Regions from separate parts of the Sus scrofa genome. Here regions 1, 2, 3 and 4 are each linked to region 5. Evidence: chromatin contacts called from public HiChIP or PLAC-seq data. All regions are on one chromosome and are shown on one strand. Each heading gives the region's core, a stretch centred on a gene start, on an enhancer-like site or on the middle of the called end of the contact. The rest is flanking DNA. Distances are from core to core; before and after follow the strand shown.

Evidence for each region. HiChIP or PLAC-seq counts read pairs in DNA pulled down with a chosen protein or histone mark.
Region 1: a contact with region 5 is called in an H3K27ac HiChIP or PLAC-seq map of skeletal muscle. The contact joins two enhancer-like sites. A contact is called at or near these places in 1 of 5 promoter capture datasets (fetal liver) and 1 of 2 datasets of contacts at active chromatin or transcription factors (skeletal muscle).
Region 2: a contact with region 5 is called in an H3K27ac HiChIP or PLAC-seq map of alveolar macrophages. The contact joins two enhancer-like sites. A contact is called at or near these places in 1 of 47 Hi-C or Micro-C datasets (embryonic fibroblasts) and 2 of 2 datasets of contacts at active chromatin or transcription factors (alveolar macrophages and skeletal muscle).
Region 3: an H3K27ac HiChIP or PLAC-seq map of skeletal muscle shows a contact between it and region 5. The contact joins two enhancer-like sites. A contact is called at or near these places in 1 of 5 promoter capture datasets (liver), 3 of 47 Hi-C or Micro-C datasets (skeletal muscle and subcutaneous adipose tissue) and 2 of 2 datasets of contacts at active chromatin or transcription factors (alveolar macrophages and skeletal muscle).
Region 4: a contact with region 5 is called in an H3K27ac HiChIP or PLAC-seq map of skeletal muscle. The contact joins two enhancer-like sites. A contact is called at or near these places in 3 of 5 promoter capture datasets (fetal liver, fetal skeletal muscle and liver), 1 of 47 Hi-C or Micro-C datasets (skeletal muscle) and 2 of 2 datasets of contacts at active chromatin or transcription factors (alveolar macrophages and skeletal muscle).

Annotation. Positions count from the first base shown.
Region 1 is chr7:112,452,080-112,455,502 of Sscrofa11.1, reverse strand. The region is part of intron 4 of TTC7B (tetratricopeptide repeat protein 7B); the gene reads left to right. Among named protein-coding and RNA genes, the nearest start is that of TTC7B, 65 kb to the left of the region's middle. Within about 2 kb of position 1,947, at least 8 of the 83 cell types and tissues checked have an H3K27ac peak or open chromatin away from gene starts, as enhancers often do. A contact at or near this core is called in skeletal muscle, where this site is marked.
Region 2 is chr7:112,571,564-112,575,408 of Sscrofa11.1, reverse strand. The region is part of intron 14 of RPS6KA5 (ribosomal protein S6 kinase alpha-5); the gene reads left to right. Among named protein-coding and RNA genes, the nearest start is that of TTC7B, 54 kb to the right of the region's middle. Within about 2 kb of position 1,533, at least 1 of the 83 cell types and tissues checked has an H3K27ac peak or open chromatin away from gene starts, as enhancers often do. A contact at or near this core is called in alveolar macrophages, where this site is marked.
Region 3 is chr7:112,411,760-112,415,216 of Sscrofa11.1, reverse strand. The region is part of intron 5 of TTC7B (tetratricopeptide repeat protein 7B); the gene reads left to right. Among named protein-coding and RNA genes, the nearest start is that of TTC7B, 110 kb to the left of the region's middle. Within about 2 kb of position 1,251, at least 12 of the 83 cell types and tissues checked have an H3K27ac peak or open chromatin away from gene starts, as enhancers often do. A contact at or near this core is called in alveolar macrophages and skeletal muscle, where this site is marked.
Region 4 is chr7:112,470,427-112,474,103 of Sscrofa11.1, reverse strand. All of the region lies in intron 3 of TTC7B (tetratricopeptide repeat protein 7B), which reads left to right. Among named protein-coding and RNA genes, the nearest start is that of TTC7B, 47 kb to the left of the region's middle. Within about 2 kb of position 1,818, at least 28 of the 83 cell types and tissues checked have an H3K27ac peak or open chromatin away from gene starts, as enhancers often do. A contact at or near this core is called in fetal liver and skeletal muscle, where this site is marked.
Region 5 is chr7:112,145,366-112,149,041 of Sscrofa11.1, reverse strand. No RefSeq gene overlaps it. Among named protein-coding and RNA genes, the nearest start is that of CALM1, 14 kb to the left of the region's middle. Within about 2 kb of position 2,356, at least 83 of the 83 cell types and tissues checked have an H3K27ac peak or open chromatin away from gene starts, as enhancers often do. A contact at or near this core is called in alveolar macrophages, fetal liver and skeletal muscle, where this site is marked.

The sequences.
Region 1 (3,423 bases), core at 698-3,197, 310 kb before region 5:
TCTGGGGCAGCCTCATTCCCTGAGTTTCGCTGGAAGTGGGTATGTTTAGCATCATTAGAGTTGTTTGTTCCTGGAGGGTAGTGGCTCCTCAGAAAGAGGCTGCCCTTGGCTTCCCCTGGAGGCGGCTCACTCAGCCTGTGAGAGGCAGCAGGGCACAGGGTTTAAGGGACACTGGTGCTGGGATCCCAGCCTTGCTACCCCTTAGCTGTGGGACGTCGGGCAAGTCACTCAACCTCTCTGTGCTGCCTCCGAATCCTCAACTGTAAAGTAGCAATAATAATTGTTCTGAGGCTTTTGTGAGCATAAAATGGGCTCATTCATGGGCTTCTAGAACACGTTTAGCACCCAGTAAATGTTAGTTTTGCTGTCATTAATCTGTTCCTATGTTACCTGGCAGTGGAATCCTTCCCAACCTTTGAAGATTTCAGATATTTAGATAAAAATATGGAGTATTTAAACATGCTGCCAAGTTCCCATTGTGGCTCAGCGGTAATGAACCTGACTAGTATCCGTGAGGACGGGGGTTTAATCCCTGGCCTCATTCAGTGGGTTAAGTTCCTGTGAGCTGTGGTGTAGATCGCAGATGCAGCTCAGATCCGGCGTTGCTATGGCTGAGGTGTAAACCGGCAGCTGTAGTTCGGATTTGACCCCTAGCCTGGGAACTTCCATGTGCTGCTGGTGCTACCCTAAAAAAAAAAAAAGAAAAAGAAAAATTTAAAATAAACATGCTGCTTTATTAAAAATGTTAAATAATTTGAAAGAGAATTTATGGAGTAAATTTATTTCTGGAGAATCTGGTTTTCTGTTTCGTGCATGGACATAAGGTTCCGGAGTCTCCATATCACATCCTGTCTGGGTTCTGAATTTCTCTTACCTGGCTGTTTGATCTTGGTCCAGTTGTTTCTGTGTGCTTCACACTTCCAAGTTCGTGGTGGGGTTCATACCGCCTGACTTGTCTGAGGCTAGAAACCCAGTGAGCCGCCAGTGTTTTCCGCCCAGGATGATAGGAGCTTTCCCCGTGTTATTTTCCTTCCTTGTTCCAAACGTGGAGGGAGGGCCACGGACACATAGAATATGTGAGATCTGTGTACACCGAATACTTGTGCAGTGTTGTCCTTGTTATATTAGGGTTACAGAGACCGCCACTGATAGTTTTTTTTTTTTTTTTTTTTTGCAACTCCCGCACCAAAACTGTATTTTGTAAATTTTGACCCCTTATTACTCCCATGTTATGGTATTTTCAACTGTCAAGTGTACAAGGTAAAGACAAAATTTAGTTAGATGGGGGTTGCACCTGGAACATAAATTTCTTAAACTCCATATACACATGTTCTCCGAAGGGGAATAAAAGATACCTCCCAAACTGTGCATATAGAATACTTGAATCAAGTAAATCAAATTAACATAGATAGGATTAAAAATGACATGAGATGGCCTTGATTCGCTTATCTGGGGACTTTGGCATGACGCCAGCAGTAAATAAAGTTATCTGCCCTACAAGGAGCTTCTGGCGGGGGCGGGGAGATGTGATAGGAATAAAGGTGACTTCATCCTTGAATAGCAGAATCTGAGCTCTGCGTTTGGCAAATGAAATCATCCTGTCTCTGTCCTTTGCACGCATCAGCCAACCGGCTGGCTCTGGCTTTCTCGAGCTGAAGCAGCGCCACAGTGGAACTCGACCTTCTGCTGACAGTTCATTCCTTTCACACCTTATTTTAGAAAAGAAGTTAATGCTAAATGGCGGGACAGGCATAGAGTTTTTTTCACGGGTGGCTTCAGCGCTAAAGTCTTAGGAAGAAACAACTGGTGTCTTGGTATTGCGGGGCCAGCCCCCAGCCCAGAGTTCTCCGTGCATCAGGCGTCGTTCGCTGGTCAGCAGGGTCAGCCCTCCTGTGGCCTGTGCCTCCCTCCAGGAAGAACTTGCAGTGACACGGCTGGATTGGCTTAAGGTTGCTGTGTGTCTTGAACTTAAACCCTGTGTCCTCGGAAAAGTACTCAGCGCTGCGGATGCAGAAGGAGGGGTGTGACTCTGGCGGTGCCAGTGGCTGTGCTTTTGGCTTTAAAACGTGAGACAGTAAAGACAGATTCTTCCTTCCTCTCCCCTTGCCTGTCCCCGTCATTTCACTCAAGCCAGAGCAGCAAGTTGCGGTTCATGGCTTAAGGTAGTACATCTGAATGAGTTACTTCCTTAAAGAAATGTCAAGAAACCCACTGGCCAGGAAGTTGCTCTGACTTTGAGCCTGCCCTCTGACTGGCCGGAGAGGAGGCTACCACACACTTAAAACTGAGTTAGAAAAGTCTGGCAACCAGGAAAGAATAATAGCTAATTTTAATTTTTGTACGTTCTTGGTTGGTCTTTGTCCTCATAGTGTTGTAGCATTAAAGGGTTTTTCTATCTGTCTTTTTTGGCTCAACATTTTGTCAGAACCTCAAAGTGTTTTTATGGCTCTAGAATATTTTATCAAGTGGATGGCCTCTGTGATATAATTCACTTATAGCTGCGTATAATCTGTTTTTCTGATGCTATGATGCAGTTTCCTTTGGGAGCTTCCCTTTGTTTTGCATTGTTTCCGAAAGGCAGGTTCCCAGAAATGTGTGTGTCCAGTTGCTTCTTACAAGTCATCTTCTACCCCTGGCAGTACAGGAGGGTCGAAATTGTTTTAAAGTCACTTTGCTGATTTGCTTGGTGAAAATGGTACTTTGCAGTTTGGTCTGTGTTTCTTTGACTCTCAGTCAGATTGAAATTTTTTCCATCTATTTCCTTACTAACTATATCTTTTTTCTGGTCTTTTCTTTTTTTAAATCACAGCATTATGAAAATATAATTCACATACCATAGAATTTACCCATGAAAGTGTTCAATTTAATAGTTTTTAATGGAATCACAGTTGTGCAACTGTCACCAATATTTAATTCCAAAACATTTTCATCAACCCCAAAAGAAACCCATTAGCAGTCACTCCCCATTTACCTCCTATTTCCCTAGTCTCTATAGATTTGAATATTCTGGACATTTCATATAGAACTATACAATATGTGGTCTTTTATGACTGCTTTCTTTGGCTTAACATAATGTTCTCAAGATTCATCCATGTTGCAGCACTCATTGGTACTTCATTTCTTTTTTTTTTTTTAATTGTTTGGTTTTTTTGGCCGGGTCTGTGGCGTGTGGAAGTTCCTGGGCCAGGTATCGAGCCCAAGCTACAGAAGTGACCTGGGCCACTGCAGCGACAACACCAGATCCTTAACCTGCTGCGCTGCAAGGGAACTCCCTCCATTTCTTTTTATTGCCAAATAATATGCCATCGTATGGATATACCACATTGTGTTTATCCGTTCATCATTTTATCATTTATCATTTGGGTTGTTTCCACTTTGGGCTATTATAATAATGCTGCTGTAACTAGTTGTAAACAAGATTTT
Region 2 (3,845 bases), core at 284-2,783, 430 kb before region 5:
CTGGTTGGCCTTCTATCTCTGGCGTTTTTACATGTCACATCTAAACATGAATGTGGATCCTTTCGTATGTAAACAATCTGTTATCCCAATTGGGTAAAACAATTCCTTCAGGAAGATGGGTCATGTCTTATCATTTGGCTTTGATTACAACTTAGCCCACCTCATGGATGTGCAGTTCATTGGAAACGAACAGGATGTGAATTAAAATAGAACTTACGCAGTATCTTAGTCTGCCTCAGGCCACCATAACAAAATATTGCAGGCTGGTGACTTAAACAACAGAAATTTATTTCACAGTTCTGGGCGCTGAGACGTCCAGGGCCAAGGTGCCAGCCCCGTTGGTATCTGGCGAGGGCTTCTCCCTTGGGTTGCAAACAGCCATCTGTTCACTGTGTCCTTACATGACCTCACCTCAGTGCATGTGCTTAGAGAGAGAGCAAGAGCCAGCTCTCTGGGGTCTCTTTCTCTTAGGACACTAATCCTCTTGGAGGAGGACCCCACACTCATGACCTCATTACCTTTATCTCCATAAAGGTCCTGTCCACAAATGCGAGTCACATTGACGGTTAGGTCTTCAGCCTAAGAATTTAATTTAATTAATTAATTATTTATTTATTTATTTAATTGTCTTTTTGCCTTTTCTAGGGCTGCTCTGGCGGCATGTGGAGGTTCCCAGGCTAGGGGTCTAATTGGAGCTGAGCCACTGGCCCACACCACAGCCACAGCAACTCGGGATCCGAGCCGCGTCTTCGACCTACACCACAGCTCACAGCAATGCCAGATCCTTAACCCACTGAGCAAGGGCAGGGATCAAACCCGCAACCTCATGGTTCCTAGTTGGATTTGTTAACCATTGCACCACGACGGGAACTCCTCAGCCTAAGAATTTTAAAGGCACACAGCCATTCAGTTCCTAACACACAGTATTTAATAAATGTAGGATAGGATTATATGCCCGCCCAAAGGTGTGGATAGCATATCCATGGGGTGGAATATAATAACATTTAAAACATACTTCTGCCAAGTGTTTTATTCAGGATTTCTTATTTTTTCACTCTCTTTCAAAAATTGTATTTTTAAAATTTCAGACCTGGAGAAAGTGTGGGAGAATAACACTGTGACCATTTGACATTTCGCCACATTTGCTTCCTCTTTCTTTCTAATTCCCTCTTATGTGTGTATACACACACACACCCAGATATATAGAGATGTATATCTGTAGGTATATAGATACTTTCTTGCCGCACCACTTGCAGTTTGCAGACACAGAATTATTCTTAACAGAAGTTGCTTCCAGGATCATCAACTAAATTGTAAGATCTTAGAGTTGAGAGGAGCCTAAAGTTTGTTTAATTCTACCTCTTCCAGAGAAGGGACTTGTCTACAAAGTCCCTATCACCAGTCTCCTTTAAGTATTTCCAAATTGGAGAATTCCACCCCAACAGCCTGCTGAATTCTTACACATCAGAAAGCAAGAAAACTATAAGGCAAAGGGTACTTTCTTGGATGTAGCCACATAATATCTGTTAGGAAGTAGGGTGAGATGAGGAAGTGGAGCAGATTTTGGAAAACTACTCGGCAGTGCCTACTGAACAGACACAGAGCAAAAGGCCAGCAGTTCCAGTCTCAGGGATGTAGTCAGCAAAAATGCGTGGTTTTATGTCCGAAAGACATGGACAAGAAGATATATGGCAGCAGGTTTCAAAATGCCCCAAACTGGAAACGAGTCCAACGTTTATCAACAATAGAAAGCTGTTCTGTCTGGGTTTCCTAGAAGCAGAACCTAGAGTTAAAGCTTATGTTTTGTCTTGTTCCTGAGTAGCAGCATCCCGGGGAGGCAGGAGGGAGGCAGGGAAAGAGGGAGGGAGGGCGGAAGGCGCACTGAGTGACCCCCTCCTGTGACCAGAGGAGCCGATCGCTTGAGTTCACGGACACAAGACATCTCACAGACCCCGAGGCCACAGCAGCAGGCAATGTGATTTCTGTAATTATAGAATAATGGGTCCTTCCCCCTTAGACTCTAGAGTGGGGGACCCAACACCAGTGGATCAGCCATTGATCAGTGGTTCAGCACAGTCCTCAAGGACAGCCCCCCAGCCCCACCGGCTACTGTCTTGAGTGGGCGACTTCACTGAGCTTTTCATGTTCTAACAGGCCAACTGCACCCACCTGAAAGCAGGCCAGCTCATCTAGAAGGTAGGCCCAGTTTCCTCTCGAAACTGGAACTGAATGTCTGTGTGCCTTTAAAATTCTTAGGCTGAGGAGTTCCCGTCGTGGTGCAATGGTTAACAAATCCAACTAGGAACCATGAGGTTGCGGGTTTGATCCCTGCCCTTGCTCAGTGGGTTAAGGATCTGGTATTGCTGTGAGCTGTGGTGTAGGTCGAAGACGCGGCTCGGATCCCGAGTTGCTATGGCTGTGGTGTAGGCCAGTGGCTCTTGATCATGGGGAGCCCCCCTCGATGAGGCCAGAGATGTGAGTTAAGGAAGAAGCCTTGGTGCAATAGAGGGAGGTGACAGGCTCCTGTGCATGTCATTTGCTGTGACTTCTGGACTTCCTAGGGTTGATTCTGAGCGTGCCATGTCCACAGCATCTTGACTGCTGCTGCAGCTTTATGAATCTGTGTATCTGCTGACCCTGTGCACTGCTTTGTCCCAGCTTCAAGGGAGCCTTTGCAGCCGACTCCCAGCACTGGCTCCAGGTGGCCCTGCCAGGATGTTGAATCCTGAGTCTCAGAAAATGTTTCCATGGCAATAATTTCTTCTCCGTCAGGCCTTATGTTCCACCCGCCCACCCCAGTTCAGCATCCTCAGAATCCATTCGCATTGTGTCCCCTGATCCCTGCTGGGCCATTTTAGCGGGGGCCTTGGTCCCTGTCTCCTCAAACCTCCTCCCCAGGGACTGTACTCCTTCCTAACATGATTGTATATAAGCTTTTGCTTTAGATTGTGTGCTTTCTGGGGAACCCAGGCTACGAGAGTTGGTGCCAACAGTGACCCCAAAAGCAGAACCTTAGGAAGGGACTTTGAAGTTGCATGACTTCCTGTCTGACACCCCAGTTACACTGGGGAATGGGGTTCCCACTGCCGTCCAACTGAAGAAAGAGACAGAAGGGAAAACAGAGTGAGGCCAGAGTGGAAGGCGGGGGTGTTACTGTGTTGGTCGCTACTCACTACAAAAGTGTCATCTTCCAAGAGCTTTGCGACCTACCGTGTCTCAGGGCGGCCTGTCGGTGGATCAGAGATGAGAGGGATTTGTCCCCTGGCTTCCATCTCCCTGGTGAGAGGTTTCCCCCAGCGTAGGTTCACCTGGGGTTGGATGTGTGGGTGCTGACTGGGTCCCAGGGCACCTCGCTCCTCTGTGGCAGCCAGGAAGCCCCAGAGAAGGAGGACGTGGCGTGTCGAGTATCCACAGCATAGAGGGAGGGGAGAGCGGGGGTGGTGGGATATGAAGTGGAACTGCAGAGGGGTCTGTGGTGTAGACATCACACCAGATGGCAGTAACCAGGAGGGAGTGACTGCTTCACAAGAGCACGGATGAACCTCCCAGACAACCTTAAAAGAAGCCAGTTGTAAAGGAACATATACTGCAAGCTTCCATTTGTATCAAGTTCAAAAGCAGGCAGATCTCTAGAGCTGGATGGACATAGGAGAAGGATTATATCCGAGGCACGAGGGAAGCTTCTCAGCTTCCAACATGTGGGAAATGTTGTTTCTTAAAATGGGTATGTTTACTTTGTGGTGAAGTCATGGAGCTGTGCACCTAGCGTCTGGCGCTTATCCTCACGCATGTTGTTTCTAAATTAAAGTTCAGTTTTGAAAAAGTCAGCCTGAGAAAAGAGGAGC
Region 3 (3,457 bases), core at 2-2,501, 270 kb before region 5:
ATCTCGATTTTAACTTCGGATCTCTGGCTTCCTTCCCGTATCCATTTCCCCCTTGGTTTGCTAGTGCGGAGACACCAGTGACAGCACTAAAAAGCTGAGAATGTGGTTCAAAGGCACAGAACAGAATAAGCAGGCACTGCTGTAGGTTTGTATGTAAAAATGTACGTTTCAGAAACCAGCCTTCGAAAATGCGGCTTTCAGGGCCCAAGAGTCAAATGCTGGCCAGCCAGTGCCCCTGGGTGTCCTTAGGAAGTCATGCTTCTGCACTGACCTAAGGGCCAGCAGGCAAGGCGCTGAAGGAGGAGGCTCAGGAGGAGGATGAAGAAATCAGATTGAAAAGGGAGGAGAGAAAACAACATGGAAGTGGTCAAGAGAAGCAGGACTGCGGGTGGGCTTTCCTGCCCAGGACGGAGCAGGAGGTTGCTCAGGTTTGCAGCAGAGCAAGGCTGAGGGATGCGGGCCTCCGCTCTCCCTGCTGGAGGGGGGACAGATAGTGGCAGGTCTTGCCTGCCCATCAGGCTGAACAGCCGGCTGGTGCTCAGGGGACTCGCAGGCCCTGTCTCCCCTGGGTAACAGCTGAGCTGTTGGGAACCGGTCCACGTGGAGGGACCTGCACCCAACTCGGGAAGCTTGCTGGAGCGAGGTGCAGGAGGTGCACCCCGAATTCCGACAGCTTGCCAGTGCCGGCAAGGACCTTCCTTTTGAGAATAGTTTGCCATAGTGAATTCTGAAATGGAATCAATGACCTCATGTCAAGGGGCTGCGGAAACCCTCCAAACGGGGGAAATTCCTTGGCTCTCTCCTCTTCAGTTTGGAGTGGCGTTTTAAAGCAACAGATCATTTTAGGCCTGGGTCTCAGCATGGCAAGAATAAACTCATAGTTGAGAGACATGAAAGCAATCATGTGGCTTTTGTTTATTTCCCTCAAATCGGGGTGTTTCGTAGCATTTAGAATGTAATGCTTGCAAGTTCTTTTCTTTTTTTGTTCCATTCTATCGTGATTCTCCATCTAGCTTAAGGAAAAAAAATTTTTTCTGCTGTCATGGCAACAGTGGAAGTGACGACTTGAATAAAATTATGTGACTGAAAAAAAAAAAAAAAAGCATGGGTGGTATAGGAGTTGCTGAGAATTGTATGCTTTTGCATTTAGGACACTTTTTCCCTTTTCTTATATTTAAAATGTGCAGTCTCTCCCCTCCAGTGCCTTCTCCCTCCGGTTGTCACATTGCTCTGGGGCTGGACAGGCCACCTCGGCTTGGTCCTGACGGTGGCACACTTATTTGACTAGTGCAGCCCGAGGCCTTCCGAGCCTTCCTTGTGGTTCCTGAGGAGCCTTTGTTTACCAGCAGGATTCTTCCCAGCTTCAAGAAGAATTTGATTCTGAATCCTAAGCTCTTCCCAGAAACAAACTGGAAACCGTTTGAGGAAAACTTGCCTTTGCCTCAAAGGCAGCGTGCGGTGCCTTGGGAGCGCGCCCTGCGTCCCTCCTGGTTTGGCCTCTCCTGGGTGGCATCCCCTCAGTCACAGGGACTTCCTCCAGCCGCCACCAGAGGGCCTCAGTCCTGCGCGGGAGAAACTGCCTTGGCCTTAGAGGGGAGTGGACTCTCCCCATCAGTTCTCAGTTAGGGCCTCTGAGGCCTCATCTGCAGACCCCAGGCTGCTTCACTTGGGCCAGCTGATTTTCCTTTCCAATTTTGAACCGGTTCCTAGGAGTGTCTCAGTAGCTGGGACCACCTGTATGCATCAGATTTGGATTGGATATACACTTTCATTTGCATATTAATGACGTAAACCCTAGACCTGAGCGTCCATATTTTGTTTTCTTCTTGGGTTGCATGTCCCTTTGAGAGTTCACATCTCTTTTGTCAGGAAGGTGGTGGGTATGGTTGGAAGCTCCCAGCTTGCCCTCTCACTGGCCGTGTGAACCTGGGCAGGCCGTTTCTCTCCAGGGTTGCAATGGACTAAGTTGTGTTGGATCATTATAGCTAGAAAATTCGGTGCATCTGTAACTGGATGTGTTTCTCATTCCACAAGGAAGGCACGGGAGACCTTCCGAATGGCCACTTGCTATCTGGTAGCCTTCCCTGAGTTATAACATTGGGATTTGAAACTACCCCCTCCAGGCCTAATTTCCACCCTGTTTGAACAACCCTTTAAACTGGGTCTCCAACGACATGGTCCCAGTCCTACCCTTACTGCATACGGTTGAAAATGCCATGCTTTTAGTACATAGTAGGCGCTTAAGCTGCGATCCTGGAGTGACATCAGCCCAGTCCTTCCTCCCCTCCCTTTTCCAGCCGTAGCTGTTTCCTTCGCCTCATGTTCCCTAAGAGAACTGAGCTTCAGTCCAAAGCCAGTGAACACGGATGCCGTAAAAACAAATGCAGGGGAGAGCAGCAGAGATCGCGCGTCCCAGAGCCTGTTACCTAATTTTGATTCATGTCCCCTTTGGTGCTGCCCGGAGTCCTGAGCCCAAGCTTCTCTTTTTATGCCACCGTAAAGCTTCTGATCTGATATCATCTGCTATGTGTGGGTGAGAGGAATATGGGCGTATTTCTGTAGCTCTGCCAGCAAAGCGTTCCCTTCAAGTTCTGGGGCTGTTCTTGTGAATGAGAGTCCTGGGATGTCATGTAGGTATAAGATACGAAGTAATAGCCCTTGTGAGTGCTCGTAACATACAGAACCCACATTCAGTTTGATTTAATACTTTCGTGCCATTTAAAATGTCATCCAAGAAGAGAGCCGAATATCTAGAGCATCTGCCACAGCCCGCAGAGGCTGGTGGCCAGCTCTGCACCGGCTGACCCGCTCTGTGGCTTTTGGGAAAGATGAGATATGTTCTAATGAGCGGGTTATAAATATCACTGGGTTATGTCATAGGAGGTGGCAGCGCTCGATGTAAAGGGACCTGCTGGGCCGGGCACAGCCTTCAGAGGGGGCAGACAACAAGTAGGATCTGGGCGCATGGACCAGGATTTACTCAAGATTTATTTGTCCCTTAAGGAAACATGTCAGCAGCCATGCCTCTGTGACGTGTGTGGGCGACGAGATGGGATGTGCTGACCCCACTCGGCCAGGGCTCCCCACCCCCGGCTGCACACTCCCCGAGGGAGGGGCTGGGACCCTCTGCTGCTTCCCCTGAGGGCTTGGTTGGGGTAGGAGGTGCTGATGGATTCACTGGGATGTGATGTCTCTTTTCAAAGATGCAGAACAGGTGCTTGGTGGAGCCCCTCATTCTTCATACTTTTTACCATTGTCTTGCCCACTAAAATTGCAGGTTATAAGATGCCTTTACCACATTACACTCAGTGCCTCGTTGATAGTTCTGTACCCTTTTGCCACTGAAAAGATAGAATTCATTACCCCTCAGCAGAGCAGAGAAACTACTGAGCAACTGTAAAATGGAAGAGGGACTCTTGAAAGATATCTTGCTTTTTTTTTTTTTGCCTCCAGTATG
Region 4 (3,677 bases), core at 569-3,068, 330 kb before region 5:
CCATCTGCCACTTGCCTCTCTTAGGTTGTAGGATTAATTAATTCATTAAAGCAACAAACATACACCTGCTCTGGGGTGGGCTCCGAGGCTGTGCCACCTCTAAGCTGCTGGCTGTGGACCTGGGCATTTGCACTGGGGACCATGCGGGCCACACAGGAGAACTTGTGTTGGGATGGTTCTTTAAACCTTTGCCCCTGGCATCCAGGGCCACACTATTGAAGATAAACTCAACCTGAGTAACACAGGTTGCTTAAGCAAAAGTGCAGTGTTTTTCGTATATTCTGAAATGCTCTCCATTTTTAGATGAAAATAGATGCTGGTTTGGGCCTGCTTTTTATAAAAAATAATCTTGTCTCCAACTCTTTTACCCACACTCACCTTCAGGCTGGATCATCCTAATTTGTGGACTGTCTTTCAGGTGGTTTTGCTCAGAACTGTCTCCCACGGCTCATTGTCTTTGAAGGTGAGGGCCTCCTTGGGCTTCCTTAATGAATTTTTCTCCCCTGCATTTCATGCTAGCCGCTGTATTTTTCACTCTTCGGGTTTGGGTCTAGGATCTCCTTGGGGCCTAGACTCATACCAAGCTGGCCAGATTATAAACGATCACCTAATATTTTAAAGCCAGGCCTCCTGACTCCTAGCACAGTGCTCGTGCTGCCATCACCCATCCCTTGGCTTCCATCATCTCCAAACCATGTCTGGTGTTCATTTTCTTCCCCCAACTGTTCCTGAGGCTTCAGGAATGAAAAAAGCATCCATATTTGGAAAGCTCAGAGCTCTCTGGGGGCGGGAGCAGAGCACAGACTGTTCTGGGGAGAGGGAGGGTGTGGGAGCTGGCTCTGTCGGCTTTCCCCCAGTCACACTGGGGCTGGTGCAGAAGAGCAGGAAGCCGTGCTGGCCCCTGGCTGGGCCTCCCTGCCCAGTCCCTTGATCCATGAGGCACAGCCTCACAAGAAAGGGAGAGGAACTCAGGTTTCCTAAACTCCTACTATGTGCCAGGTTCTGGAATAATAATAGTAAATTGTTAATAATTGCAACATTAAAAAAACTTTCTGAACACCCACTGAGCACTTGCTTCTTAATGCCCTTCATCCCCACATGGGTACCACCCCCAGTTAAGAGGAGGAGTAAAGGGTGGACCCTCTGTTTTCAGCCCCCAGTTCTTTTTCTCCTTTGCTCTCAGGTGCTTGCTTTGCAGATTAGGGCTGCTGTATCATTTGCATAGGCACTCCAAGGTGCGGAGACTAGCGCCCGCAGCACCACAGAGGCCAAGTCTACCCCGGGGCTCTGTGAGGTGCCTTGGGTTGCATTGAGTGGCTCCCAGAGTTGGTTGGACGTTGCAGGAGGTCTTGAAAACATCCTTCTCCCTTAACAGAGTAGACAACACTCGGGCTTCTTATTTAAACAGTAGGGTTCTTTGGCACGTTCGAAACCGGGAATTTCACATTAGGCCCTGAGCGGGTCGCACTGCGTCTGGGGCCCCACCAACGTGGGATGGAGGGGATTCGCAGGCAGCGGAGACCAACCGACGTTTTCTTGCAGTGCCAGCCTTTGCCGCCAGGGGGCGTGGGAGCCGCGTCTTCGCTGGGAAGCTCGCGTATGCGCAGAGCCTTCCGAGCGGCCTGGGCCCTGAAATTTGGGTCTTTGTGAGATTACGTTGGAGGTCAGGGATCGCAGAAGAAGTGTGAACTTGCCAACCGTCTTTATTAACCTTGGATCACTGAGTCTCCTAAGGGACTCCTGGGCCATTTCTCAAAAGCTGTGCCTGGTGTAGGCAATTACACACACGCCTCGCCGGTTCTCACTCGGCCCGGAGCTGAACCTCTCCTGATGGGCGCCGTTATCGTGCTGTGTGGTCACGGCGTTTACAGAGACTCCCACAGGAGCCCAGTGCGTTCAGCACATTAAGCAGTCAGGGCATGCATCACTTGAAAAGGGAAAGGAATTCTAGGTGTGAATTAGCAGGAGTGGATGTATCTCCATTTTTTTTTCATGAACTGAAAAATCCCTGGTCATAAGGACTATAGAAGCCCAAAGAGAGTTTTCCTAGAGTATTTCTTAGTAATTCCTAGAGTATTCCTTAGAGTCTTTAAGGCACAGAACCCAACCCTGATCTTTATGAATTTTGTATTTGCTAATGACCATGACCTTCTGGGTATCCTGGAGCCTAAGTACAATGTAGTAACAGAAGGATTCTTCCTCCCTGGCAGAAAAACTCTCCAGGCTGGGTCCCAGCTACTGTGGACTTGACCTGGGAGTGAGGTCGCTGGAGCAGGGTTCAGGTTGTCTCTGTCTCTGTGTGACCTTGGGCTAATTATGAACCCTCTCTCTCTAAGCCTAAATGACCTCATCTGCAGAGTAAGAAGAGAAGATTGGCTATCCTTTTTTTTTTCCCCTTTAGAAGCTGTTTTTAATTTTTATTATTCTTTATTTTTTCTTTTTAGGGGTGCACATGTGGCATATGGAAGTTCCTGGGCTAGGGGTTGAATTGGAGCTGCAGCTGCCGGCTTACACCACGGCCACAGCAACACAGAATCTGAGCCGCGTTTGTGACCTACACCACAGCTCATGGCAATGCCGGATCCTTAACCCACTGAGCAAGGCCAGGGATCAAACCTGCATTCTCATGGATACTAGTTGGGTTCGTTACCCCTGAGCCAAAAGAGGGAACTCCAGAAGCTGCTGTTTATATTTTGAAGCCTTGAGATCTCTTTAGGGACAGTGAAAAAAAAAAAGTAGTTTGAGAGAAAACTCTGAATGGAGTGAACGGGGTGGCCGAAGTGGGGCTGGGAGAGTCCTTGCTGAATGCTTTTGCCCGTGTGTAAAACCCAGAAAATGCGGGAGTGCAGTTGTGAGGCCTGCTGGGCATCTGCTGTGTAAGACTCCGGGAACTGTTCATCGTGGATGCAGCCCTCTCGCAGGCCTCCTCCCATCTAGATTTAACGATTCTGCAGACGGTGGCAAGCGAGATGCTGTGTTGCATGTAGCCACTCATCTCAGGTTGCTAGTCAAAGCTTCCTGTTTATATTTAGTTGGTGTAAGAAGAGTAAGAGCCCTCTTATTACCTCTGACCCAAATTCATATTTAAAGTCGGTTGTGTCGGTTCTTTTGGGGGAAGCAAGCAGAGACTCAAAGAGCCCAAAGAAAGTTTGGGGCCCTCAGTGAAGGTCCACTGAGGTGCTTCTTCTTAGTTCTTTCTGTGATACTTTGTCTGTCGCAGTCACTCAACTTCTCATATTGTTTTGGACATGTCTTTCTCCTCCATCCCTCTCGAGGCGGCCCATCTCCAGGGAGAAGACCAGTCCTGCCCTGGGAGGCCCAGCCGTGGTGCTCCGTGAGAATTTGTGGAATGGAGAAAGGAAGGCCCATCTGTTCCCTGGCCGCTCTCATTCCTTGCTGATGTTAGGGCACCCCAGGGCTACATGTTGCATGGTTGGGGTCCCCCTGAGGGTGATGAGTGCACTCTTCTTAGGAAAGAAACTAGAACCAGGACCAGAGTTTACATGGCATCATGTGTCATCAAGGTTGAGGCTCTGCGCTAAGATGTTAACTTGCTTAATTTCGAGTGGCGGGGGTACCGGTGATTGTTACCGTCTTCTCCATGCTTTTCTATATTTTATAGATACTCAGAAACATTGAGGAGCGTTGCCATTCCCTCAGGACTTCCTTACTGTAGC
Region 5 (3,676 bases), core at 1,107-3,606:
ACAGTAAACCTAACTTCTTGGTAAATGGGGTCTCTCCCTCCAGAAATATTCTGAAGATTGAGCATGAAAATAAAAGTGTCTTAAAAGGCTTAAAGCACACCAGCCTAAATATAATGTCACAGTGAAATTATGGTCTAACTTCTTCATAGAAGAATCAGGTATTAGCGCTGGAACAGATCTGGAAGTCCTCTAATCCAATCCTCTCATTCCACAGAATAGAAAATTGAGGTCTAGAGAACAGAGGAACTTAGCCAAGAATTCCCAATGTCAGTAGTGGCACAGTAAAAGCTCTTATCTCACATTATAATCTGACTTGATACCAAGAAGTCATGGTACATATTTCCTATACCATACCCACTGCAAAAGAAATATGATGTATTATTTCTTTGGGGAGGTATTTTTATGGTGAGTTGCTCATTTGCAAGTTCAGATATTCACTCACTTGGCAAACAGCTTTGGGGATGATTACCAGCCACCTACAGAAAGAAGACCACAGCTTTTCTCCTTTTTGAGCTATGCTTTGAGTAAAAGTTTAAGAAGCAGTAATAAACAGCAACTGGCAACTATAGCCTTAGATCAAAGAACAACCTTTATACAGGTCCAGTGCAGACATCACTACACAGGTTGTAAAACCTCAGGAAAAACCATTAATAGCATAATCTGAGAATCAGGATGTGAATAGACACTAGTTTAATCACAAAAATCATTAGATCATCCAAGCCCCATGGTGCCAAAATCACAGAGAGAGGATAAAATCACATTTAAATAAAATGGCAGTTCTAGAAATCCACAGGGTTTCATTTTCTTAGCTAGATTCTTGTAGCAGTGAGAATTAACCAACTAACATTTCATCTCTGCTCCTTTTTCTGCAGGACACTGAAAATTACGTTCAGGGAAAACTTAGTTGCTTTAGTTCCTAGACCTTCCTTCAGTTATACAGCAAAGTTCCCCAAATGCTTGAGCCATCTCACAGCATCAGCTCCAGAAGATGGGGTGTTACTAGAGCATAAAAACACTGGCTTGAGACACAGACAACCTAGATTCTATTCTGTGCTCTGCTCCTCAACTGCTATGTGACTGCAGGGGTGTCAACTGATCTTCCCGGGTCTCAGACTGTTCACTGTGTAATGAGGGATCAGAGGTATGCAGACTGTGGTACCAGATCTGGCTCGTTTGACAGGTGATTTTATTAAGCCTTCTCCTCTATCTAGGAGAGCCTATCCTCGGCACCGAAGAATGCCCCCTCGGTTTACTGAGGAGCTAACCGTCGGTTCTCAGGCTACAGTCTGTTAATCTACCCTCGTCCGTCCCATGCCCCCCAGGCCGGCTCCTGGTCCATCCCCTCGGCCCCTTCTATGCAGACACAGCGGAAAACCCGAGCCCGCGGGGACGAGATAAGGAAATCACAGGAGGGAAATGGAAACCGGCCCTTCTGAAACAAAAGTGCCCACGACGGTGCTTTCGGGCGGCCGGGCCTCGGCTCGTAGTAAACAGGAAGGGTCGCCTCGGAGGCAGATCGAGTTGGGGTTTCGAGATAAGGCGAGGTTTTCTTCTTATCGCTCCGGTGGCTGCTATTATCACACAAGGTGCCGCGTAAACGCGAACGCGGCCTCAATGAGCTAGGGGGGAGGGCGAGGGTGGTTTCCGATCGCCCCTCGGAGGGCCACGAGCCTGGCAAAGGGATTTAGGCTTGTTTCTAGGAAAACTCCGTGTCTCGCGACGCTCCAGCGGGAAGAGAACCTGAGCGCCTCTCGCCTAAGCCTTTCAAGTACGCGCGGGCGGGCAGGGCGGGGCGGGGCGCGGCGCGGGCGAGGGCACTACATCTCCCGGCGGAGGAACACAGGCAGTCCTCTTTCACACGCCCCAAACGCGCAGCTCTGGAGCCGGTTGCTTAGTTGGCGCTGCCGAGGCTGCTTTCCTCCTTCAGTTTGACAAGGGCGCTCTGATTGGCCAGCGCGACCCTGCAGTCGTTGGCCGGAAAGAGTCGAGACGCCTGATTGGCCGCTCCGCACCTGCAATGCGTCAAGCCGCGGTGGGCGTGGAGGACCCCGCGTGAATGGCCGTGGCTGGAGGAGGGTCAGCAGGCTGCTTTCGGGAGGGAGCGGCTCCGCCTATGGCCGCCATCTTTACTAGAGGCACCGCGGACGGCTGGGACGCAGGGGGTTTTTCGTGGAGCTTTTGGGGACAGTGGAAATAGGCTCTGCGACAGAAGTTTTGCTGGGGGTTTCTGTTCCCTTTTTCTATGGTGGTGGGTTGTTTCGTTTTTGCTCAGGTCCCAGGGAGGTGGTGGGGTAGGATTCGAGGGCTCGCGGCTCAGGGCAGAGTGGCCACCCAGGAAGGAGGGGGTCTGACAGGAGGTTTAGGCGGCGCTTCCCGAAAACCGCTGGGTCTGCGTTCTGTCGGCGGGCGCAGGGAGGGTGATTTGACTCCTCTCCATTTCTAGAAGCAAAGGGGAGGTTGGCTTCCTGGGCTTTTGCTCGGGCTGGAAGGCAGTTCTGGAAAGCTCCTCCGAATACGTCATGGTTGTTGCTCGCGCTGTGCGCGGTCCCGCCTGCAGGGAATGCGGTTTTTGTTTTTCAGAGCTGTAAATCCCACAACCGCCTAGGGAACTTTCTCGGCTCCGGAGACAGTGGCCTGCAGGGGCCAAGCGGAGCTTGCTAGACAGACATGATAGCAGACGTTGGCTGAAATTATTTTGATCCTGTCAGTTTAGTTGCCATTTTAGGCGACTCGTCGTGTGTTTGGGTGTGGATCCCGCTTTCATCTCCGATGTTCACCCCCCTCTGAGAAGGGGGGGGTCCTCATATTATGTTTTACTGTTCCAAAAGTGATGGTTGTTCAGGGTTACCTTCCGTATATATGAGTGAAAGAAAAAAAAAATATATGTGTTTCCTGGGTGAATTAGAGCTGGGGGAGTGGAAATAAGCCATGGTTGTCTTGTTTTCGGGAGATGATGTCTGATGGTTTTATTTGAGCTGCGTAGGTGCAAATTCGGTGGAGCGTGGCTATCCAAAGGTGAATTCTGGAGCTGCCTTGGTGTGGGTGTTGCTATGGCCACAGGGAGAGGTAGTGAATTATAGGGCCAATAAACCCAGCGCAGCCAGGCCTCTCCCTTGTGTGAAGCCTTAGTAATTGACGACCCGGGTTCGTGTATCCTGGCTTTCGCAGTTCCCTTCCCCGTCCAAGATTCCTGGATTGATCTTTACAGGCACACGTGGGTCTGTACTGACTCTTCTATTGACGAATATGGCAGGTGCAGCCACAGCTTTGTATAGGTTTTCTGATTAGGTGCTGCCATGTGGGAGCGTGGTGTGGTACCATTTACCAGACAATTTTATTTGTAAGTTGTTGCTAGTCTTAGCTAATGGCACTGATTTTGAACATTTAATCACTGTCTCATGCGTTTTCCCGTAGGCAAAGCATCACTTTACCTTAGAGTGCCTCCTGCCTAAAACTAACGCTCCCTTTTACTGTGTCTCAGTATGATGCCAGAGCACTGAGTTCAGGGACGTTGCAAAAGACAATTGCAGCTTTGCATAATCTCCGTATAGCAACAACCACTCGTGCCTCTCTGGAACACCCAGTAATTCAGTGTTCTTTGGCAGCTGCAGTGCTGGGAGTTGGCCACTTTGCTTGCTGCGGTGAGGTAGAGCAAAGGACTAAATCTTCTGGAGCC